Linked DNA regions of Mus musculus: regions 1 and 3 are each linked to region 2. A link is a contact called in public targeted proximity ligation data. All regions are on one chromosome and are shown on one strand. The core of a region is the stretch at or near the end of the contact, and the rest is flanking DNA. Distances in the headings are between cores, read along the strand shown. Region 1 has its middle 99 kb from the start of Gm52397. Region 2 overlaps Exoc6 (exocyst complex component 6). Region 3 overlaps Myof (myoferlin).

Region 1 (3,958 bases), core at 679-3,178, 210 kb after region 2:
GCTTTCAATTTGTGAGCCCCTGGAGAAATCCTGGATTCTTATCTCTAAATCTTGTTCTCCTTATCTACAAAGCTCTCACTGTGTGCATGGGAAAAGGGGAGGGGCAAAGATTGTAAAAACCTGAACCCCACCCCTACCCTCCACTCCAGTGTGAAGTACATGGATCATGAACTGTAGCTCTGAGAGGTGTCTCAGCTGAAAGACATCTCAGGTCATCTGACCTGATAGACTAGGAAAAGGAGACTCAGACAGGTCACAGGTTAAGACAGATGATGGAGTCCCAGTGCTGGTCGTGAAGTGTGGGACTCTGATCAAAGCGACCTGTGTGCAGAAGTGCAGGATTGATTCCAGAACCTTAGAGGTCCCCAGTCAGGCTGGCATTGGGCACAGAATGGTGTGTGCATGCGTGCATGCATGAGTGCATGTGTGCATGTATGTGTGCGTTAGAATTTTTAGGGAGGTGATTGGCCAGCTAAGCATGCTGGCTGCCTGTGAAGACACTGACCATTCATTTGCAGTTCATCTGAACACTAGGGACTGGCTTCCCTCCCTGGAGCATGGCAATCGCAGAGCCAATGTGGTTTCCAGCCTCTAAGCTCAGAGTTAAGTCTGTGTGAGGACAAGTTTCACTATTCACCTCTGTAATTGGTGCCTGTATGGGGCCCAGGGGAAGCCAGGAGGTTGACAAATGAGGTTCGAACCCCACTCTTTTCTTTTGCTCCAAAGATCCCTCATCTATGCTGACTGTAGTGTCTCTTTCACCAAAGATGCTGTGTCTACATCAGCACCAGTCTGTCCAACACTTTCATCACAGGCCAGGTATGACAGTGTACACAGACTCACCTCTCTATAGAGCCTTTGAGTGCCCTCCCCAACTCTACGAGAACGTCTAGGGACTAAGAGGGACTGAGAAGATGCACTTCCCTCTGTACCCCACTAGCGCCCATCTGGTTGGGCATTTCAGAGGGAAGACAGCCATTCTTTGCAGCTCCAAGGTGCATCCAACTTCAGGTGTGGTGGCCCTGGGGACGGGAGACAGGTCACGGCTTGCCCTAGTGTTTTGGGTGCTCACTGCCAGCAGGAGAAACCTTCTGCGTGGAAATTACTTTAATTTGCAGTTGACAAAAGGCAAATTGCTGACATTTTTCTGCTAGGAGCCTGGAATGTAACCTTGCACTACTGCCCCAGACATTCCAGGTGGCAACTTCCATTAGCCGGCCCAGATTTTTAACTTCAAACAGGCTATAGAAAAAAGAAAGAAAGAAAGAAAGAAAGAAAGAGAGAGAGAGAGAGAGAGAGAGGGAGGGAGGGAGGGAGGGAGGGAGGGAGGGAGGGAGGGAGGGAGGGAGGGAGGGAGAGAGAGAGAGAGAGAGAGAGAGAGAGAGAGAGAGAGAGAGAGAGAGAGAGAAAGAAAGAAAGAAAGAAAGAAAGAAAGAAAGAAAGAAAGAAAGAAAGAAAGAAGAACTTAAGTCGTTTTACAGGTGGGCAAACCCACAGTCTTGATTTAACTCCACGAGTTCTCTCCCTTTGAACTCTACTGTTCTGGGCAGCTTAGAGAGCAGAGTCCTTGTGGGCATCCCATCCTGGGGTAGGGTTCTAGCCTTCATTGTGCTCCGCAGCAGTTGCAGTCTGCAGGACGGTGATTTTTAACTGGATGGAAGACCCTTCTGGTTTGGTAGACTGTGTGTAAACTGACTGCGAGGCCACGGAAACAGAGACCTGCTGCACCTCTCTGCAGGAAGCGTAGGATTCAGCAGGATCCCAGGTTCCTTCACGAGTGAATACTTGAATGAATGGGTGGTTTCCCGTTTTTTCTCAAGACCGGAGCATTTTTGTCTGTCTAGTCGTAAACTTCCAGAGCATTCCAGAAGAAAGGGCATCCTTTAGATGCGGTGGTGCTGGTCACCTTCCACTTAAAATATGTCCCAGAGATGCCTGTCTTGGGTGGGGTTCCGGGGAATGCAGACTGAATGGAATGCCTTTTGTGCCAACTGGGAACCTGAGGATGCTGCTGCCATCTTGTGGACAGTATTTGAAATACACGTCTATGTCTTCCCAAGATTCTGGCCCGTTCTACAATGGAATATTTTCCTTTGGAAAGCATTAGGCTGTGTTTCCAGAGCCACCCTTAACTGATTTCTGTTCTCCTGCGGAAGTAACAAAAATGATCGCGATATCAATAAATATATTTATTGGGTTTAAAAAAGTTTAATAAGACCAAGATCTGACGCCCAACTCTCTGCTTTGCCCTAACTCTTGGCCGTTTATGCTACACTTTACCTTGCTGCGTCTTTTTCTTCTTCCGCTGGTGTGGCAGTGCATTTGTACCCAGGATCACATTGTGTCTCAGCTATCTGCTTCCCCAATGGCAGGGACCTGAGAACTGATCAAAGTGTTGGGGGTACAGATTTTTAAAATTAAATCATTCGTTTATGTTTCGGGGTGCGGTGTGAAACTAGGACTTCACACTTGTCAAGGACACACACATTCAACAATTGGGCAACATCCTTGACCTCTGACTACAGAGATTTTTTTTTGACCCCTGTGCACCCATTATGTATTACATTTGGTTTGGAAACACTGTGTGTGTGTGTGTGTGTGTGTGTGTGTGTGTGTGTGTGTGTGTGTGTGTACAAATCCACAGGAGAGGTATGCAGTATGTTCCTGGAGTATATTCTTTGTTTTTTGTTTTGTTTCATTTTGAGACAGGGTCTCACTGTATAGCCCTGTCTGGTCTGGAAATTGTAACGTAGACCAGGTTGGTCTCAAACTCACAAAGATCCGCTGCCTTGCCTCGAATTGGGTTAAAGGCATAGACCACCACATTTAGTTCTTCCGAAATATATTCTAATTGAAGATTGATGTAGATTTTTAATGGGGTGCTTAGCAACCCCATTAGTTACTTGTAAGTTCATTTTTACATGGATCAGTGTCCCCAGGACTGCCCAGGTGAGCTGTAACCATTATTTAAACGGTTGCTTTGTTATTTTTAATTACATGTACACGTCTCTGTGTGGGTCTAGGCACTCTGCTGGTGCCCAAGATCCCAGAGATATCAGATGTTCCTGCAGCTGGAGTCACACGTGGTCATGAGTCAGATAATGTGGGGGCTGGGAACGCAACTCAGGTCCTCTGGAAGAATAATACGTGTGCTTAACCACTGAGCCATCTCTCCAGTCTGAGCTGTTACGGTTATTAAATTCATATCTGCACCCCATTTTGGAGCTCTTGACACAGGGTTGCTCTTGCGGGAAGCCATTTGAATGCACCTGGAGGTGGGAGGGTGGAACAGCAGCCCACAGATGTGGGCACTCAACCAGTCGTACATATACCACAGTCTGTATTTTGAGCTGAACCACCCAAGTGCAGCCTCTAGGTTTAAAGAAGACTTTTGAGCAGTTTTTTTTTCTTCATTGTACTAAATGGAGTCCAAAGGTTCACTTTTTAAAAGCCTTTGTGGTAGAATACAAAACTTAGAATACATTTATAAAAAAAAGACATTGAAACGCTTTAGACCTGCAGGTCCATCCTTTGTGGGTATAAATGTGTCCCTATGTATTAGTGCATTTGAAGGGACCACTTCCTACGCGACCATTTTCCAAGTGCTGTCTCTAGTGAGACCAGTGTCTGTACAGAGGAGGCTGGGGCCTCTCTGAGGCCAGCCCCAGATCACATCCCAATCTGTATACAAGCCTCATGGGGACTTCTGCAACCCCCAGCCACTTGACCTTGAGGCTAGACCTTCCTGGAGAGTGTGGCTTCGTTCTCTGCCGTACCCTCCTCACCCTTTAAAGGCCTGATGGAAATGAACGTTACCTTGGGAAGAATGTAGAAGATAGGCTTTTCATCAGAGGAACACACCGCAGGCGGATCAGCAAAACCCTTTGAGGAATTATTTGCTAGGATTATGCTTCTTGTTAATAAGAAGCCCTTCTGTCCTGTACCAGTAATAAACATA
Region 2 (4,264 bases), core at 896-3,395:
GCCAATCTATAAAATACTTAGAAGATTCCAACTTCCTATATATATTCATATTCTCTGTCTCTGTCTCTACCTCTCCCCCCCACCCCCCCACCCCCGTCTTTGTTCCCTTCTTAATTATCATGAGCCAGGCTTTACCCCCTCACCTATGTTGAAAGCGCTGGGCCAGGCATTGTCTCTGTTCTTACAAAGAGACTAGGGCTGGAGTTTTTTTCTGATGGCCTAGTGTGAGCTGTTTATGCAAGGTATCAATGGAAACAATTATCCTAACAGGATGACACAGCCTATTAGGCTTAGAATGTTCCGATTTCCTGTTTAGGTTGTCGGGAGGTCAGATGCAGGTTCCTTCTCCCACTCCAGTCGGCATAGTAGAGTGTGGCAGGACTTGGATCACAATCTATTGATCATTTATCCTCCCAAGAAAATAAGTTGCTCCCTTGCTACTGTTTGTTATTTTATAGCTACAGCCTTAGTAAGAGTGTGATGCCTATAGCTACTGCCTAACAGTGGGTCTTCAAGTACATTTGTCACAATGTTGCAGTTGTCACTTAACCTCTCTGGAATCTGTTACTAAGCACTGAGGCCCAACTTAAGCCTTGCCTTCAAGCTGTGAACCCCTGCCTTAGTGAATCAGGCTTCTTGGTTTGCTGTCTGCCTTTTTACTCCTCTATTTAACTATGCTCCAGGCTATGGAAAGACATTTCTCTTTAAAACAGATTAAGCAGCAAGTGTTCTGACATGTTTTTCTAGCAAATATTTTTTTATTATACCTGACAAAAGATAATTACATATACAATCAGATCTGGAGGTAAATGGTTAATTAAAGTGCCTTTTAGATTTAAGAAAAAGATACATATTTTAAACTGCTTGAGTAAAGATAATAAAATCTATTACAGAAAGAAATGACTGAGAATACAGGTCCTCTTAAATACAAAACAGTAGCGTATTTATTTGTGTGTGTGCATTGCACTACCACTGTGCTCCGACGCCAGCCACAATACTCTTTCTGTTAAATGGGCATAATAAAGTGCCCACTTTGGGGCTGGAGAGATGGCTCAGAGGTAAAGAGCACCGGCTGTTCTTCCAGAGGTCCTAAGTTCAATTCCCAGCAACCACACGGTGGCTCACAAGCATCTGTAGTGGGATCCGATGCTCTCTTCTGGTGTGTCTGAAGAAATTGGCAGTGTAATCACATACATAAAAGAAATAAAAAAATATTTTAAAAAACAAACAAACAACAAAAAGTGCCCCTTTTGCTAATGTCCACTATGCTGTCTTCTCTAGTCCAGTTCACTTTGCATTGGACTCCAAGGCAAACGGTAAAGGCTGGCCCATGCAGGTCTCTAAAGCAGAGGGATGGTAGTCTGAGCTGTGGAACTAGAGGCTCCCACAGTGGAAATGCACCTCTTCTTTCTAAAGCAGTTGGGGTCTGTTTTCATCTCGCCACTGTAAACGCCTTGAGTTCCATTTTGCTTGTTTGTTTTTTGTGTTTTGAGACAGGGTCTCGTAGCCCAGGCTTGTCTCAAAGTTGCTGGGAAGCTGAGGGTGGCCTCGGGCTCCCCGAGCTTCTGCATCTGGCTCCCCTGGGCTGGGGTTGCAGGCGTGTGCCACCATGCCCTGGCTCTAAGTCCCATTTTAAATAGGGAAATGACAAGATGCCATTTAGACACATCAGTGTCTAAAGTATTTAGTTTTTAATTTCAATTTAGTTTAGTCCCATAAGCCAGAACTAGCACTCATATGACAAATTATAAATCTTATTAGACTTACTAAAATTTTAGAGTTAAACATATATGACTAATTTTACTGGAGATCAAATTAACCCAGGTATTAGATTCTCCACATTTTCTTGTACTTTATTTTAAATCATAGCCATTATCTCATGTGGGAAGCGAGATTTAATGGGACACCCACTTAGATTCTCTTAGATGAAAAAATGGTTATCCCCGCCCCTCCCCACTTCTCGGCAGTCACACTAGGACCGTGCACCTAGTGAGGTCTTTAGCCCAGCTATCGTTGAACACAGAGAGGTAGGCAGTTTCCTCCCTCAGCTAATCTAGACTTTTGCCTTCTACTGCTTGATTTCTCCCACACTCAGTTCACACGGGTCTATCCTATTTCTTCAGTACTGTGATGAATCAAAATGACTCATCAGAAAGAACCGCGTGTCTCATAAGCGCCTCTCGGGGGTTCAGGCTTTAACCCCTTACTGCTGGGAGCCTTCGAGTTTCGCCTTACATAAGTGTATCAGATGATGTAATGAATCCAGGCAGAAAATTAAATGTATGACCGAGTATGTTTATTTGGTGTGTTAGGTGGTGCCATTGTGGGTTCACAAAAGGAGGTTTCAGAAGCAGAGTGTTGGTTTAGAAATGCCCTAGATGTCTATAGTGCATGTTAAACCATGACCTTGTGTAGCCCAGCTTTCAGAATGATAGATATTACTAAAACTTCAGAGATATAATGACTATTTTGATGAATATCTTTTTCCTTCCTCACCCTCCCCGTTTGTGTGTGTGTAATATAATTTATCAACAGCAGGCAGGAAGTACTAATAGATGCTACATTATGGTGAACCTTGAGAACATACTAAATGAAAGAGCCAATTACAAAAGACCATGTTGCAGGACTGCCATCTGAGCAGTGACTGCTGGTAACTATGGGAGCTGGGCAGCAGACTCTAAAATGGATTGAAATAGTGTCAGACTTTGTGAATGTACTGAAAACCATTGATTTTCACTGAGTAAATTGTGCAGTACACCTCAAAACTATTTTTTTTTTTTTTTTTTTGGTTTTTTGAGACAGGGTGTCTCTGTGTAGCCCTGGCTGTCCTGGAACTTATACTCTATAGATCAGGCTGGCCTCGAACTCAGAGATCCTTTTGCCTCTGCCTCCCGAGTGCTGGGGTTAAAGGTGCTTAACCACCTTAATGCCACCAAGCTGAACAGGAGTTAGTGTTGTGTTGTCTTGTGGTAAATCCCCAACCCCAATAAGTCCGTGCAAAAACACACAGCTCAGTTAGGATATTTATAAGCTGCACGCCTAGATTGGGCGGATTTATTACTACACTACTCTGCTCCCCAGCTAGGAGGTCCCTGGCTACTTGCGGCTGCTCCAGGCCATCTGATTCTGCTCCATCTTCCTTCCCTCTCCTCTTCTTCTGTCTCCTTTTCTTCCCTGTCTTCCCCCACTCTCGAAAGCCTTCAGTCCCGCCCTTCCCTTCCACTGCCCAGTCACAGGCTCCAGCCTTCATTTGACCAGTTAAAATAGGGAGACGGTTCACATGAAATCACCTGAGTACGTGATCTTGAGGAAGCAGAATTAACGTCAGAATAAAAACAGCACCAGGACAACCCACACACTGTTGATCCTCGGAGAGTGGAGAGGCACAGCGGTGAACTCTGTCCCACGATATGCTCCATCTGATTATTTGCTGTGTGTTATTTTGGAAAAAAGTTAATTTTAATAAATTAACATACTAACATGGCAGTTTCTGCATGCTACTGTAGCCACAGCAGCCGCAGAAATTTGGCAAATGGGAAGTTTATAAATCTGATTGTGTTCACTGCCGTTATTTGCCTTTCTCTGAAATTCCAAACCCACCTAATGGCTGCCTAGCACCATCACACAGCATAGCTTAGCACTGCAAATACTTTATGGAAGGCCTGGTGTGCGGCTTATGTGCTTTTTTTTTTAAAGATTTATTTATTTATTATATGTAAATACACTGTAGCTGTCTTCAGACACTCCTGACAGATGGTTGTGAGCCACCATGTGGTTGCTGGGATTTGAACTCTGGACCTTCGGAAGAGCAGTCGGGTGCTCTTACCCACTGAGCCATCTCACCAGCCCGCTTATGTGCTTTTAATCCTAACACTCAGGAGGCAGAGGTGGTAGGTCTCTGAGTTTGAGGCCAGCCTGGTCTACATAGAGTTCCAGTCCAGCCAGGGCTACATAGTGACACTTTGGCTCAAATAAATAAAGAAAAAAGGAAGAAAGGAAAATTTAAATAATAAAAAGAGGAGAAAGGAAAGAAGGAAGAAAGGGAGGGAGGGAATAAGGGAGCGAGGGAGGGAGGGAGGAAGGGAGAGAGAGAGGGAGGAAGGAAGGGAGAGAGAGAGAGGAAGAGAGAGAGAGAGGAAGAAGAGACATGCTTCAAGAATATTTTGCTTCCACAGTGAATGACTTAAAGGCTGATGCTTGTGAACAAGTGCGGCACACAGCACCCTGAGCTCACCCATAGTCCCCACAGAGGGAGAGCAGAAGG
Region 3 (4,166 bases), core at 636-3,135, 230 kb after region 2:
CAGTGGGTTTAATCTGCGGCTCAGATTCTATTCTTGCTTTACTACAGATTCTAAAATGTTCCGAAATTTTTAGCTTAAAAAAAAAATACCGTGAACTTTTACATACCTGTGGCCACCTAAGACCCTCTGATCTTTCACATTGAAGGTAGAGACACGGAGGACCAAGTTCCCACCTCTAGTCCCTGCTTCGGCCCAGACATTAGTTAAGAATATACCTCCATGGCCAGCTATACCTAAGTGCCTCTGGCCTGGTCAGACCAGGAATTCTACCAGCGATTTGGGAATTCTAAAGACCATGGGGTTGGTTCTCATTTTTCATATTCTTGGAAGGTTCTCTTTCTTGGAGTTCCTAGGGCTCTGGAAAGCCCACACAGCTAGTCTTGCCTGGCTGTCCTATGTGTGGGGTCATGCTCTAAGTTCCACTGAGGGAGTGAGGAGAGGTCTAACCTTAGGTGTGGGTAAACAGGAAGAGTAACCATCTCTCAGGTCCTATCTGACCCCAGACATCCTCACCTGTCCTGCTCTGCCTCACCTCTGAAGGGATGCACAATTCAACACTAATTAGAGCCTCTGAGCCTCTGGAAAGTCCCCACCCCCCACCCTACCCCACCCCGGTAGACTCCATTCCACCCTTCACAGGCAAAGTGCTTACTACAGCAGCCACAGAAAGGTCGGATATCAGAGGGCAATTGGGACTTGGGGTGGGTGCATTTTGTAGGGTGTAAGGAGACGGTGTGAGTGGATGGAATAGACTGATGGGGTAGGAAAGGCAGGATCGAACAAGACATCTATTGGGATCATAGGATTGTCTACCTAGATTGCAGACCCCAGGCTTTTCTTGGAGAACTTTTCCTTCCCCAGTTGGTACAGTCTGGGCAGGGCTGGGGCTGGGGTGGGATGGTGTAGACAAAGACAGACTCCATCTCTAGCGCCAGTGCCTGGCCCGAGTAAGGCATCCTGGGCAGCAGCGCTTGGTTCAGGGAGAGCCACAAGTCTCTAGATAGGTGGAGGTGGAGACCCTGAGGCCCAGTTCTAGAATGCTGGTGGATGCCCTCCTGGCTCTCTTCTTCTATCTGTGCTGAAGGAATATAGGTGACCGTGTGGAGTGATGGCTACCGTGTTTCCTCCCCTAGGGAAGAGCCTGCCTAGAAGGGAGGTCCATGGAGGACAGAGAGCAGTGGGAGGAGAATGTGGAGCTAGCTTCCAAAGACATTGCTTCTGCATGGCCTCCAGACATTCTTAAAATGAGCCAACCTTGGACTTGCTAGGCCTGGCAACCAATAAATCACATTTCTGGTCTAAGTTCTGTAACGGAACGTCTTTCTAATTAAATCCACTGGGGCCCTCAGTTCTCCTAGAAGTGTTTCTGAGTGAGGGAACACAGATGCCAAGGCTTAACAAGAGAGGCAAAAAGGGACACTTCACCTCTAATATTTGGCCTGTGTTTGGCCTAAGACAGAGAATAGCCATCTATTCATTCCGTAAAGAACACATGTGTACAGTGGCTGAAAAAAAAAAAGGCCTTTGTTCTATAATGTCTCTTGTCTTGCCACCAAGAGCCTAGCAGAAAGGAAGCTGCAGTCCTCATAGCCCTAAATACGCAAACAAATACCTGTCATAGCTATGTGACCACGGGCAAGGCTTTACCCCTCTGTGGGTCTCAGATTCCCTGTCTGTACCGAGAGGGAGCTCGAGTCAGTGACCTCCCAGGTCCCGAGCAGCCCTGACCTCCTCTGACTTTCTGAGTCTAGCAGACCTGAAACGTCCACACCCCGCCCACATCTTTCAAGGCTTACTTTTTTAGCGACTATACAGAGCTGCTCAGCAGGGAGGTAGTCAAATGGGAAAACAAATCTCCAGTTAAAATTGCCTTCACCATCCAAGGACCTGTAGTGGACATCTGTTTTCTGTTTGTTTTCTTCGCTGCCGGAAATCCAGCTGTAAAGCAGAGGCAAACAGACTCAGTTCGCTGTGATTGACAAGGGATCTAGCGGGGCAAAACTTCAGTGATTAAGGGGGTGGGGGTGGGGCAGGGAAGAGCAAAAGTGATGCATTTTCTCTGGGCAGGGTCCAGTGATCCACAAGCTGGGGGTGATTTATGGAAGGGAGGCACTCGGTTGCATCCAACTCAGCTTAGAGCCAAATAAAATAGAATTCCTTTAAAACCAAAGCAGGAAACCCTTTAGACTGTAGTTAGCAGGGCTAAGGTGAAATTTTCTGGAAAATATCATCAACAACGTAGCTTCTATTTTGGGTAAGCTGCAGCTTGCCGGCTATGATTGTGGGCTTCACAACTATGACTCATTAGCATCTGTCATCGGGGCTGGTAGGCTCAACGAATGCAAGTTAGCTCAAAATGTTAGCATTTCCCTTCACATATTTTACTTAAGCAAACAAAAAGAGGCACCCAGCAAGTAATCTTGCAGCTTCCTTTTTTATTATTCTCAAAAGTCACCGTGATCTCATTAATGAGACGGGCAAGGGAGAGGCAAGCTGTTATTTCCAGATGCCTAGCTGAGAACACTCCTCTCATCCGAAGCATCTTAACTGATATCGTTGGGAACCTTGTCTTTTGCTTGTGCCTGGCACGGAGTGGATATGAGATCAACTGTCTGTTGATGGAATGAACGGTGTGCGGAAGGAAGCTGCAGTCACATACGCCTGCCTCTGGTTTAAAACTCAGAATTCATTTTCAGCCAGGCGCGGTGGTACGCACACCTTTAATTACAGCATTTGGGAGACAGACAGGTGGATCTCTGAGTTGGAGGCCACACGGGTCTACAAAGTAAGTTCGAGGACAACCAGAGAAACCTAGGCAGAGAAACCTGGTCTTGAAAACAAGATTGCAAAATAGAACAAAACAAAAGGAAAAAAAAAAAAAAGAATTGATACTTTTCAATGGGCAAAGGGGTCAGGCTGCTAGGATCAGATGGGAACTTTGAAAAGTAACGATTCCTAGTTCCACAATGAAGCTTTTGGACTCTTGGGTCCCACCTGTCCTCTCTGCCAGTGATAAGTCGGTGGGAAGACAGAGTTCAAGATTGTCACTCAGGGAAGCCGATTCTCAACTCAGGCTTACAATGTTTCTTTCTCCTCTCCTCTCCTCCCCTCCCCTCCCCTCCTCTCCTCTTCCCTCCTTCTTTCTTCCTTCCTTCCTTCCTTCCTTCCTTCCTTCCTTCCTTCCTTCCTTCCTTCCTTTCTGGTTGTTTCCGAGACAGGGTTTCTCTGTGTATCCCTGGCTGTCCTGGAACTCACTCTGTAGACCAGGCTGGTCTCGAACTCAGATATCCGCCTGCCAGTGCTAGGATTAAAGGCATGTGCCACCACTGCCCGACTCTTAAACTTTTCTTGACCCAGCCCTAAAAACTCACCACCATATTTGACCCAAGATCTCTCTGTCTCTTGGGCTTTTTTTTTTTTTTTGAACCTTCTCTTGTTTTGATTTTAAGATATGTTAACTAGGAAAGCATCTTTAGCTGCATGTGCTTGGGTGTGAGCATGTATCACTTCATGTGTAACGTTAACATGTGTCATGCTAGACGCTGTATTTTTCCAGCAAGTCACCTTTTCGGATGTCACATGGAGAACTGCCCCCCTCTCCCTTTCCCTCTCCCTCTCTGCAGTTCTGGAGAACAAACCCCGATTCCTAGGGGTTGAGGATATAGTTGAGTGAGTGAAGTACTTGTCCAGAATATCATGGTGGCCTGCACTTTTAATCCCAATACTTGGGAGGTAAAGGCAGGAGGATCAGAGGTTTGAAGCCACCCTCAGCTACATAAGGAGTTCGAGGCCAGCTCAGACTGTATGAAACCTATCTAAAAGAGAAACTAATAAGCGAATAACCAAACCCCAGATTCTCAGGCTAGGTAAGCTTTCTACCTCTGAGCTGGGCTCCCAGCCCTGGTATTCAGATTGTAATTGCAGCTTTGCATGTTACTTTAGGTTGTGTTTTCTTCTTGTATTAGTTTTCTCTCAGCCCATCAGCTTGAGTTTGTTCCCTTGATTTGGAAAAAAAAATCTCATAATAGTCAAATAAATATGCATAGCTATAATTAGCTGGGATTAGTTTTCCTTGGGGAATGGTAATGAAGTCCCGAAATGACAAATAACAATGAAGAACTTGATGAAGCTTACAGTGAGCCTAAATGATAGTCATTATGTCTGTA

Evidence for each region.
Region 1: a contact with region 2 is called in a targeted proximity ligation map of embryonic fibroblasts, with 8 read pairs. A contact is called at or near these places in 11 of 39 promoter capture datasets (the HPC-7 cell line, Sertoli cells, cranial neural crest and 7 more), 6 of 484 Hi-C or Micro-C datasets (Sertoli cells, bone marrow-derived macrophages, embryonic fibroblasts and 2 more), 20 of 130 datasets of targeted methods (the NIH/3T3 cell line, bone marrow-derived dendritic cells, bone marrow-derived macrophages and 13 more) and 1 of 9 other capture datasets (macrophages).
Region 3: a targeted proximity ligation map of embryonic fibroblasts shows a contact between it and region 2, with 9 read pairs. A contact is called at or near these places in 9 of 39 promoter capture datasets (the HPC-7 cell line, Sertoli cells, cranial neural crest and 6 more), 1 of 484 Hi-C or Micro-C datasets (embryonic fibroblasts), 14 of 130 datasets of targeted methods (the NIH/3T3 cell line, bone marrow-derived dendritic cells, craniofacial prominence and 8 more) and 4 of 9 other capture datasets (adipose tissue, liver, macrophages and 1 more).

Annotation. Positions count from the first base shown.
Region 1 is chr19:37,884,978-37,888,935 of GRCm38.p6, forward strand. No RefSeq gene overlaps it. Among named protein-coding and RNA genes, the nearest start is that of Gm52397, 99 kb to the right of the region's middle.
Region 2 is chr19:37,671,461-37,675,724 of GRCm38.p6, forward strand. All of the region lies in intron 20 of Exoc6 (exocyst complex component 6), which reads left to right. Among named protein-coding and RNA genes, the nearest start is that of Cyp26c1, 12 kb to the right of the region's middle.
Region 3 is chr19:37,905,791-37,909,956 of GRCm38.p6, forward strand. Myof (myoferlin) reads right to left here. Exons shown (of 54, transcript NM_001302140.1): 49 at 1,797-1,938. Among named protein-coding and RNA genes, the nearest start is that of Gm52397, 78 kb to the right of the region's middle.